Linked DNA regions of Hordeum vulgare: region 1 is linked to region 2. Evidence: chromatin contacts called from public Hi-C data. All regions are on one chromosome and are shown on one strand. The core of a region is the stretch at or near the end of the contact, and the rest is flanking DNA. Distances in the headings are between cores, read along the strand shown. Region 1 holds the start of LOC123439946 (AAA-ATPase At3g50940-like). Region 2 holds the start of LOC123443842.

Region 1 (5,522 bases), core at 928-3,427, 330 kb before region 2:
GGTCTAATTGTTGAATATGACCTACGAGATGAAAATGGGGTGAACACTTGTACTGAAGACTGATTTGGAATGTGTTATTACAAGTCAGACATGCTAAGTTTCGTCTAAAAACATTCGGTTTGAGTCTTGACAAAATTGATTGTTTTAACCTCGTAGACTGCTTATATTGAACAGTATTTGTGCGTTGAAATTGCTACCAATACTCAGTTCATAACTGGCTTTATATGCTTTCAAATACTCCCTCCGTCCCAAAATTCTTGTCTTAGATTTGTCTAGATATGAATGTATCTAGTCACGTTTTAGTATTTTGATACATTCATTTCTAGACAAACCTAAGACAAGAATTTTGGGACGGAGGGAGTAGTATAACTGTTCACAATACCAGATATTTATATTGTTACCAAAAAATTGATCTCTTATTATAGCAAAACGATACATTGTTGCTGGAAGTTTCTGGCACTAATTATATGATACTCACACTGTATACGCATCATTCTTTGCTCCCATCTTGCTGATCTTCATTGTCTAGGACATCACTTTTCGTCATCATCTCTTTCTCTTGTTCTTCCTCCTTCGCCACCTGGTCCACATTTTCCATTTTGCCAGCGCCATCTTTCTTTCTCTTGAGGAACTGGATAAGACCTTCAAGTGCGATGTCTGTCTCTTCATTCCTCATGAGCACCTCCGCGACCTCTGCTGGAGTCACCATGACCTCTTTGATCATTTCTTCTATCTCCTGGTATGTGGCATGGTGATCTATAGAGTGGTAGTTGGAGGCCAAGATTCGAAACGACTCTGGGCAGCAGTACCCCATGTGAATGTGCATGTCCATCCTGCCAGGGCGCAGAAGCGCAGGGTCGAGCCTTTCTTTGTAGTTTGTTGTGAAGATAATTATCCTCTCCTCTCCACTTGTTGACCAAAGCCCGTCAACGAAATTGAGTAGCCCGGATAGTGTCACCTGTTGGAGATAGCACATAACACATCAGAATGGAAAGGAAACTAAGGAACTAAGCAATGCAAGGGGAGTATGATTCCAAGTATCTATCTAACCTTGTCCTCTGAAGGGTTGGATTTGGTGCCCTCCTGACCTTCCTCCCGCTGTTGCAGCTCGACAGTGCAGTCAATGTCCTCAATGACAAGAATTGACCGGTTGGTCATCCCAATGAGCAACCTCCGAAGTGTTGAGTTCCAGTTGACCTCAGTGAGCTCAAGATCATATACATCAAATTTGAGGTAATTGGCCATTGCTGCAATCATGCTTGACTTGCCAGTCCCAGGTGGGCCATACAGCAGGTACCCTCGTTTCCACGCCTTGCCGATCTTTTTGTAGTATTCCTTTCTTTTGACAAACCTCTCGAGATCATCCATGACTGACTGCTTGAGCTTGTGATCCATGGCGAGGGTGCTGAAGGTTGATGGGTGGTGGAGATCAATGGCAAACCACGACTCACCTTCGTTCATGTAGATCTTGAGCGTCCTGTTCTGCTCCTTGACTTTCTTGGCCACGGCGAGGATGTGAGGGAGGTAGGAGGTAAGGGCTTTGTCCTTGTGCTTTCTGTGGAAGCTCATCTCGAAGGACCGGACCTCAAGCTTGAAATTGCCGCTGCCGCCACGGCCGTTGCCGTTGCTGCTGCTGGCGCTGGAGTTGTCCCGGCAGACAAGGCGCCACTTGAACTCGGTGCCCTCGTGGACATCTGCCATCTCTTCGCCCTCCTCCATGCTGAACATCATGCTCTTGGTCTCATCGACGCGGCTGACCCGGAGGCGCTGCATGTCGGTGTTGATCCGCGTCGCCAGGTACGCCCGCGCGGCGTCGTAGAGCTGGTTGTTGGCCCACCCCTCGGTCTCCTCTATGATGATGGTGTGCTGGGAGGACATGTGCGAGCGAAGGTAGCCCATGCCGGAGAAGAGCAGGTCACGCACCTCGTACGGCACCAGCTCATTGACGACGCCCCGCACCAGCATCGCGGACGCCGCGAGGGAGGCCGCCGTGGTGACGGCCTTCTTGTACGACTCCATGGCCTTGTCGTAGGAGGCCATGGCTACAGGCCTCCTCTGCTTTCGCCTCTCACTTTCCTTCACGACCAAGTAGTGCTGGGAGATTTGAACCTTCCAAGTGATGGTGCTGGTCGGTGTTGAATGGGGGCGTTTAGCTGGCGTGGGGTTTTATAGCTGGTTTGGTTTGCGTCGAAATGGTTGGGTGACGGGTGAGTCAGTCAAGCTATATAATACTGGTCTGATTGGTAGTGCGTTGTCCAGAAAGGAGGCCTTGGCCAAAGTAGAAAAATGGCATCGCACTACTTGATGGTTTTTTTTCTCAATGGCACGGCCATGTTCCTTGGGTGGCCGTGCAAAACAAACGCCAGAAATGTCCATGGTTGGGTATTGAAAAAGCTTAAAGCAAGCAGAACCGACTAACTTCTGGACCCCCACTTTGAGTTTGAGGTCTCTTTATGCCTGCTGTTGAGTACTAGTACTAGTATACCTGTTGATACTCGAATGCATTGTCGATAAACCAAATGATGTAGTACGTATGTGCCTGAGAATCATGAGCATATTTGTTTCCAAGGCCTCCGGTACGGTAGTGAAAACACATGCTTTTGTTTTGGTGCTGTCAGGTACTCTACCATACTACAGTATATGTCATTTTAGCAGTTCAAATTTCCTGTTTGAATTTGCTTTTTTATTGCTACAGTATTGGGTAATCTGTTCAAATTTGTTGAAGGTGTACAACACGAGGGACACATGTATGATTAACATGCTGCCAAGGAATGGTTGCACACGCATAATGACGTTTTTTATGCTTTTTTGGAACCGTGCGCATGGTAAAGCAAGTTTACAACTGTCTTCATAGGCTTGACGGCCAAGTTTGCGTGATGAATAGTATGCCACTTGTAGCTGTCGGCAGTTGGCTTCGAGTTTCCATAGGAAATTTCTGCAGCCACAACCGACGTGTTTCCTTTTGGTCTTGTGTCCCCGTCACGTTTCCATGCCCGGCATACGCGAGATTCCGGCTGCTGCTGACTAACAACGGTTGACGCCCGAGTTGCATTGATTTAGGTATCGTGCATGCGAAGGAAGGGGTTTTTCATTTCATTTTCGTGTGTGTTGTGTTGCCACCCTAAAAAAGAAAGAAAGAAAGAACAAACATGTGTTGCCACTTGCCACAGTTTCCCTGCGTAGATCACCATGACATGACAGTTTGAAGGAGCAGCTCAGTTTGTGATTCACTTTTTACACAATTTTTTGTGATTTTTGGAAGCTAATGAAGTAGGCTGGGCCAATGGATGGGCTGCATGCCTGCGCACTCCATTCTGCATCACATAATTCTCTGTGTTTTAAACATACTTCTATGCGTACAACAGTCGTATTACATATGATTGTTGCTCCTTATTAGAGAAGAATAGGCTTGACAGCTCCGATTTCATTAATAATAATATTGTTGTAAGCATCAGGAAGGATGGACAGGGTTGCTGGTCAGCGTAAAAAAGCACTTTGATCGCGTGCATCTAACTTTCTGATTGAACAGGATGGACCAGGGGTGCTACTTTTGGTCGAGTCGAATAGGCTGTGTAGAATGACGAGTCATGAGGCTTGACGTGTCCTCAGTGCCGTGGTTTGGTTGGGTTAGGAGAAGAAAGCGAGAGATTGGCCGGGAAGCGAAAACATCACTTCAATTAGGCACGGCGTACGACTGCCAGTGGACTCGTGCTTGTAGGAATTGACACTTTTCACTTGCCACAGAAATGGTATCCGACGTGCCAGTGCGCCAAGCAAGCATGTGCCACTCCTACTAGGCAACGTATCGTGCAGAGCTTTGCCCAAACAGAGGATGTTCCATTCCATCCAATCGATCGCTGAAAGCGAAGGCCCCATCATCATCAATCAGCAACATAGCCTAAGGCGCGGTGCTCTCCACGTACGTCCGCCGCCCTCGGAGTGGATGCGTCCAACCGCGTACCGCGGGAGGGATCCCGCCAGCCGTTCTTTACTTGCTTTGTTTTTTCTTTTGATGAAAGGCTTTGTTTTTCCTTTTGCGGGGAAGAAACGCTTTGTTTTCGGTTTTGTTGGTAGTAGTACAACGGAGAGCTTCTTCCACTCCCCGATGCCAAAAGAAAGAGGGGAAAATCTAAGTTACGACGCCGCACAGCGTCGTATTCTGTCACAGTAATGCTACAGTGCGTCGCATAGTGCAACACTATTTTGCTATAGGAGAGCTATATATTGTCATGAAGGCTTATACTACACAGAGCTGTTTGCTTTTGCATGATACAGTGACGTGAGGTGATGCTACCTGGCACATGCATTGCTTGTCCTGGTGCTTTTTTTCACTACCACATCCTACTCTTTCTCTCTCTCACACACACATCTGAAATGAGTAATGCATGCATGCTTGGTTTACTTTTCTTCACTACATAGAATACTCGTGGTAATGAGGTGGCGGTTGTGCATGAACGCTATAAAATAACTGGCCACTAGTTATAATTTAAGTGGCAAGCGTTGCAAAATAATACGACAACTATAGTGTTTATAACAACTGACAAGCTTATATGAGATTTGAGTAGAATTTAATTGACCAACACAACAAAACACTACCACAACTACGTTTCAGAAGAATCAAATGTCCTTTTATTACGACACAACATAACAATCGAGGATAGAATTCAACAGATAAATACAGTAAAGACTGTGACAACTATTTTTTTAAATGACTAACAAGTTGTACGAGATACTATGATAACGAGATAGGATTAAAATGACAAGCACAAAAAATATATGTGGCAACTGTGATTCTATAAGCACCTACAAGCTTTATGAAACCACATGACAACTTAGTAGAATAAAAATGACAAGCACATAAAAAAATTGGGGACTGCATTTATAAGCATCGACAATCTTTGCACGAAACGACATCACAAAATATGACAATTAAGTTATTTTTATTGGGCAAGTAAGTGGTTAATAATATAGCAAGTGAGTGGAACAATGTGGCAATTACGAAAGGAAAAAAAGTTTGTAGAAACATGTCGACATGGGATCTAGTTTCGAAGACCTTGTCGCGACAAAGCAAACGGTGAAAACAGATCATCGATTGAATTAACGGTTTTAAAGATAAAACTTTTTAAATTTCAAGCATTAGAGAGAATCTTTCAGCCTTTTTAACAATGCACGATAGCGACATGCATGCATAGCCGCTGCACGGCAATGCCCAGATGCGGCGCCGCTCTATAGTGGGGTCCAAGAAAGAGACATTGATCGGAATGGAGGCTGTCACGGGGATTTCGTGGCAATGCTCATAACTTTTAGGATTTCGGGGCAGCACAAGAGGATGATCTAGGTATGGGATTCACACGAGAAAATTATACCGAGGTTTGAGCCCTTAGGACTTCGAGGTAACATCTTACTCAGAGCAAGTACAATAAAGTTGAGTCAGCTGGCTATAAGGAATAAACTAATATATTTTTGTTTAGTTAGAGGAAAGAGAAAAGGATAGAGAAGGTAAGCGGATTCTTAGCTAAGAG
Region 2 (5,391 bases), core at 2,262-4,761:
CTTCCGGGTGACCGCTGGGTGTGGGTCTCCCGATCCGTGATTCTGGCTATGCATGTCCCTCACTATTGCTGCCGGACCCCGAGGTAGGTCCTCCTCGGCGGCCGGGCCTGAGGGGGGACTGTGAAGTTCTTGAACTGGTGTAGAGGCGCAGTGGCGGAATCGAGCGAGTGGCAACGACGACTCAATGAAGAGCCCGCGGAGCACGACCCGTGCGCGTGGCGGAACGGATCCGTGTTGCGGATCAGCGATGGGGACCGGAGGCCACCACGCCCGACCGTCGGAGAGGCGGGGAAGGGCAAGGCAGGGCGGGGTCCGCATCGGCGACTATGTAGGAGGAGGGGCGGGGAGGAGAGGAGCCAATTCTACTCGGCCGCCTAGGAATGAGGTAAATATACTTTAAACTTTAGGGATGGAGTAAATTTTTTACTCCACTAAGCAGTTTTGGGATCTGTTAGAGTTAAAAGCCAAATTTACTCTGCTAAATTCATATAGGGGATGGGTTAGAAATACTCGAAGGTTATTTTTGAGAAGTCGAAATGCTCTAAGTTTTTTTGAGACAAACAAAATGCTCTAAGTGAACGGATCGTATCAAATTTTATTTCTCGAAGAGCGGCCAAAACATCTGGTTCGGGAGCAGACCACATCGATAGATTAACCCAAACGGCAACGTTCACACGTGTGGCATGTTTGTACTTCACTTACATGCATTGATCCAAATTAATTCTGTTTTGCACGAATCCTAAAGGAATCTACTGATTTTTCAGTGTCACGTAGGCATCATCTTGTATATGGATGTTGGACAGTTCGCCCACACGACTCATAGCACGCGGTTGCCACCTATGCCGTGTGAGCGAACCAGGTTTTGCCCATACAATCATCACCTAACCCATGCGCGTGTGCGCAAATTGCTCTTAGCCCACATGAAGCTCGCACGTTGCTAGATGGCAACTGCAGTTGCGCGTACGTGGCAACTCGGCAACACACATGACAACTATAATTCATTACTAGATGACAACTACAGTTGCACGTATATGGCAACCATGTAAACACACATGGAAACTATGATTAGTCATACATAACAATTATGGTTGGACCACACGTAGCAACTAGGTAAACACATATGGCAACTATCCCGGGTAACTAAAGTGTCATTGCGTGGGTAACTATCGTTAACCAAAACAGAGAGAGTTATCATGCTTTTACAACTACATTTGTCATCCCGGGTAACTAAAGTTGTCATCCCGGGGGTAACTAAAGTGTCATCCCACGGGTACTAACGTAGCTGCGCTAGAACGTGTGGGCAGATTTGCTTCGTGCCACACGCGCGAGTGGGGATGAGTAGTACTTGTTGGGCGTGTGACATGAAGTAGCTACGCCCATACGTGTCAGCAGTTCTAATGTTCGTCCACACATGACCCGTGTGAGCTGACTCCTGAGTACGCCACATAAGGTATATGGGCGGATGTTTAATATGCCACACGTGTGATGAATATCGGGACCCTAGATTAATAGATCCTAAAACCTAGAACGTGCGCGCGCACTATTTGGTGATTACGAGCAGCCACACAACATGTGTCTATTTCTTTATCTCCTATCCCATGTGAATGTTTGGCATTAAATGTGTTCACACATGTCAGCTCGGTTGGAAAAACAGATTTGGATGCATTTATTTGAGTTTTCAAAAATTTAAAAAGCTATAACTTTCAAACCACACGTCGGAATTCGGATCCATTTTCACTGTTGGAATCCTCGCGGCGAGATCTTTCAAACTAGATCTCGCACGAGTATGTTTCGACAAAATATTTTCGATGCCAACTTTGATGCTATATGGTGCAACTCTATTACTAAATGGTGCAACTTTAGTACTGCATGGTGCAAGTTTTTTCGCAAAACCAATCTTGAAGCTTCATGATCCAACTTCCTATGAGGTTATAACCTAACAACTATGACAACCAACTTTTCGCGATGTGGAACTAATCCGCTTCTCCGGCTAACTACTAGTGGTCGATGTACAACCCTCCTCCCTACCCGTGGATGTGTTGTTTTCACTGCTAGCAGATCCAGTCTCATCTATGCTACCAACGATATGTGTAACTTAGTCTATTGTTCCAGCCAACTACCTAATATTCCATGTGCAACTTCTCTACCTTCGTACTTTTAGATGTGTATTTTCAGTTGGCGGGGAAAAGGACGAAATTATACATAGTCTACTAGGCAGTTGGCCGAGGCAACTTATGAAGTTGCAAATCTCATTGGCAAGGATAGTTGAATGGTGAAAATTGTATATTCATGAGGTAGTGAAAAGTTGCATATAGACATAGTGGTAAAGTTCCATAACTCACTACTGGGGGTGATTTGGACGGGTTACTAGCAGGGAAAACTACACTTTCATTGGTTACGGGAAAAGTTGCACATCATTGTTAGGCAGTTGGTCGGGACAACATCTGAAGTTGCACGTCCATTGTTAGACAGTTGACCGAGACATCAAACGTAAAAACTGCAATCAACGGTGAGGAGGAAAGTTGCACCTCGACTACTAGGCAGTTGGCCCAAGCATCTGGCAAAGTTGCACATATCACTTGTAGGGAGTAGTTTGGAGTGGAGGTGTCATCAATAAAAGAAGCATTTCCATCAGTAGGGGATAAAGTTGCACATCGACTTTCACTTGGTTGTACATCAACTGCTAGACAGTTGCGCCAAACAAAGACTAAATTGCGCATAAAAAAGTTCAATGAAACATACCCATGCGGGATCTAGTTTTGAAGAGCACCTCTCGAGGATTTCTACGGTGAAAGTGGATCTTAATTCTGATGACAAGTCAAAGTTATGACATTTTTTACTAGAAAAATGAAAACCGAAATTAATGTGTTCACACCTATTCCCATCAATGAATATTAAACTTCCACAAGTATAGAGAAAGTTCCACACTGACTCTTAGTCAGTTGCACATCAACTGCGAGGCAGTTGTATCAAACGGAAAATAAATTGTATACATAAAGTTCGTCGGAACATACCCGTATAAGATCTAGTTTTAAAAGGTACATCAAGAGCATTCCAATAATGAAAGCGGGTCATAATTCTGACATTTGAGTCAAAAGTTATAACTTTTTTTAGAAAAGCAAAAACAGAAATTAAATGTGTTTACCTGAGTTTGCATCTTTACGATTAAAGAGAAAGTTGCACATCAACTGTGAGCAAGTTGCACATCGATTACTGGACAGTTACATCAAACGGGGATAAAATTGCATGCAAAAAACATCAAAACATATCCATACGGAATCTAGTTTCAAAGAACACGCCATGATGGTTCTAACGTGAAAACGGATCTTAATTCGAACGCACAATTTAAAAGTTAAGGCTTTAAAAAAATTTAATAACCCAAAGTAAATGGGTTCACATTTACTGTATTCATATGGTTGCCAGGTAAAAAAAGTCCCTCTCGCAACGCACTTGGGATGCACCAACAGAAAATTTCTGTGTTTCTCAAAAAAAAAAAGAAAAAAACAGAAAATATCTGCATTCACCTCTCATCTTCGGTTCGTCCCGGATCACGAGTCTCCAAACCCAAACCCCAGAGGGGTCAGGAGGATCCAGCGTGGCGATGGGGGAGGCGGACGCGGACGCGGACGCGAGCAATGGCGGCGGGGATCCGCAGAAGCTGAAGCGGATCGGGGCGGGAGCGTACGATTACGAGAACGATGCACGGTGGGCGGGCTACTGGTCCAACGTCCTCGTCCCGCCCCACCTGGCCTCCCGCCCCGACGTCGTCGATCACTTCAAGCGCAAGTTCTACCAGCGATACATCGTAAGCCCCCCCCCCCCCCCCCCCCCCAGGACGGCCTCTCCTGGTTTTCGGATTGGGCGGATAACTGCTAGTATGATCTGTTTGACTTAGCTCCGGTGTGTTCATTTCGGGGAGAATTAATCGTTGAATTGGATGCTGTAAGAATCCAATTGGCTGTTAATAAGAAAGAAAGTATTTCATTATACTATCCCACATTTATAAACTCGGTGTGCCTATACTTTGATACTGCATTGCAATGTCTTCTTGAGGAAATGAGAGTGCTTCATCTGATTGATACGGCTTAATGTAGCTCAAACATCAGCACGCCCATGTTAGTCTTCCACATGGATTGTTGTTAGGGCATAATAAATGTGTCTCAGTGGCGAAATTTAATTTAATAAACACATATACACGTTCTTCTGTGCTTTACCGTTCATTTGTACACGAAATGTTAGCTGCCTCCGATTTGTATGTTCTTTTGACGAAATAACTGATACTCACGTGGTTTTTGCCTCTAGGAGGTACATGAATTCTTTGCACTTTTTTCTTCGACAGGGTGGATCTCTTTGTATGGCCAATAGCCCAATGCTAGCCTTGAGCATGTTGCTTGCTGTTCCCTTTGGATTGAGTTATGATGCTGCATGGTATCAGTTGATGCAAAAGAATTAGGATTGGTAAATTGTGTGCAAGTACTGGGAGATGTAGCTTCCTTATCAACAGTCTGAACTTCTCGCTTTTTTCTAACCGCAACACCACCATTCACAGTTGTGCAGTTAGTCTTTCGAAGAATTAACAGTTTGTTTTACTTTTATTAACCATTTATGCCTTTGTATCTTACATGGTCGACTTGCTTTTCTCTCCTGTCCGAAAGGATGACATGTTCAACTTCTGGCTGCTAAATACTAGCATTGTTGTTGAGAGATGCAAACCGTATTCGTTAAAGAAAGTCTTAACCACTCATGTTAGTTAGTGAAAAGTGACTCTTCTGTGGCTACCATCCAATTACTTTTGCATATTTGCTGGTTCTCCATTTGGTCGTATGTTCTGTTATCACCCTTAATGTTTCTATCCACTTCTCGACAGTGTAACGATAGTTTTACTTGTTCACCTTACAACTTATTTGCTGATTGCAATTGAACCTTCTCAAACTGAGAGTCATATCCAAGTTAAATAATAAGGGTATAACAATTGACTGTTAAAATTACTAACATTCCTTCTTTGCATCTCATCACAGGACCCTGATTTGGTGGTTGAGCCAATATCTTCCACAAGTTCAACTCAATCAAACAGATCAGCAGCAAGTTCTTCATCTACACCATCCAGTGAGAATGCCCGAGCTCGTGACACAGGTGTGGTGACAAAGAAACATGGCACTTGATGTTTTTCACCTGAAGGAAGTGGCAATATTCTTGGGACAAGGGATTCCGGGAATTGTTTCTTACCATCTACATTATTATATGTTCTGTGTTCTCAACAGTGTAGTTTCTCTGTTCTACTTGTCGTCTTTGTAGTCAGCCAGGGTTCAGCAAAGTTGCTGCCTATAATTTTTTTTTACTCCGGTGCTGAATAAACTACCTTTGGGATGACAATTGGAACTAACTGGAAAA

The links. Hi-C and Micro-C count contacts between places; a contact is called where the count stands out from the background.
Region 1: a Hi-C map of seedling shows a contact between it and region 2, with 5 times the contacts expected there. The contact joins the promoter of LOC123439946 here to the promoter of LOC123443842 in region 2. A contact is called at or near these places in 4 of 6 Hi-C or Micro-C datasets (leaf and seedling).

What each region holds. Positions count from the first base shown.
Region 1 is chr3H:353,684,629-353,690,150 of MorexV3_pseudomolecules_assembly, reverse strand. It overlaps LOC123439946 (AAA-ATPase At3g50940-like), which reads right to left and starts at 2,177. Exons shown (of 2, transcript XM_045116561.1): 1 at 1,051-2,177; 2 at 367-958. The coding sequence starts at 2,040. The coding sequence ends at 491. LOC123441755 reads left to right here. Exons shown (of 4, transcript XM_045118009.1): 4 at 1-63. The coding sequence ends at 63.
Region 2 is chr3H:353,351,379-353,356,769 of MorexV3_pseudomolecules_assembly, reverse strand. LOC123443842 reads left to right here and starts at 3,511. Exons shown (of 9, transcript XM_045120372.1): 1 at 3,511-3,805; 2 at 5,019-5,133. The coding sequence starts at 3,602.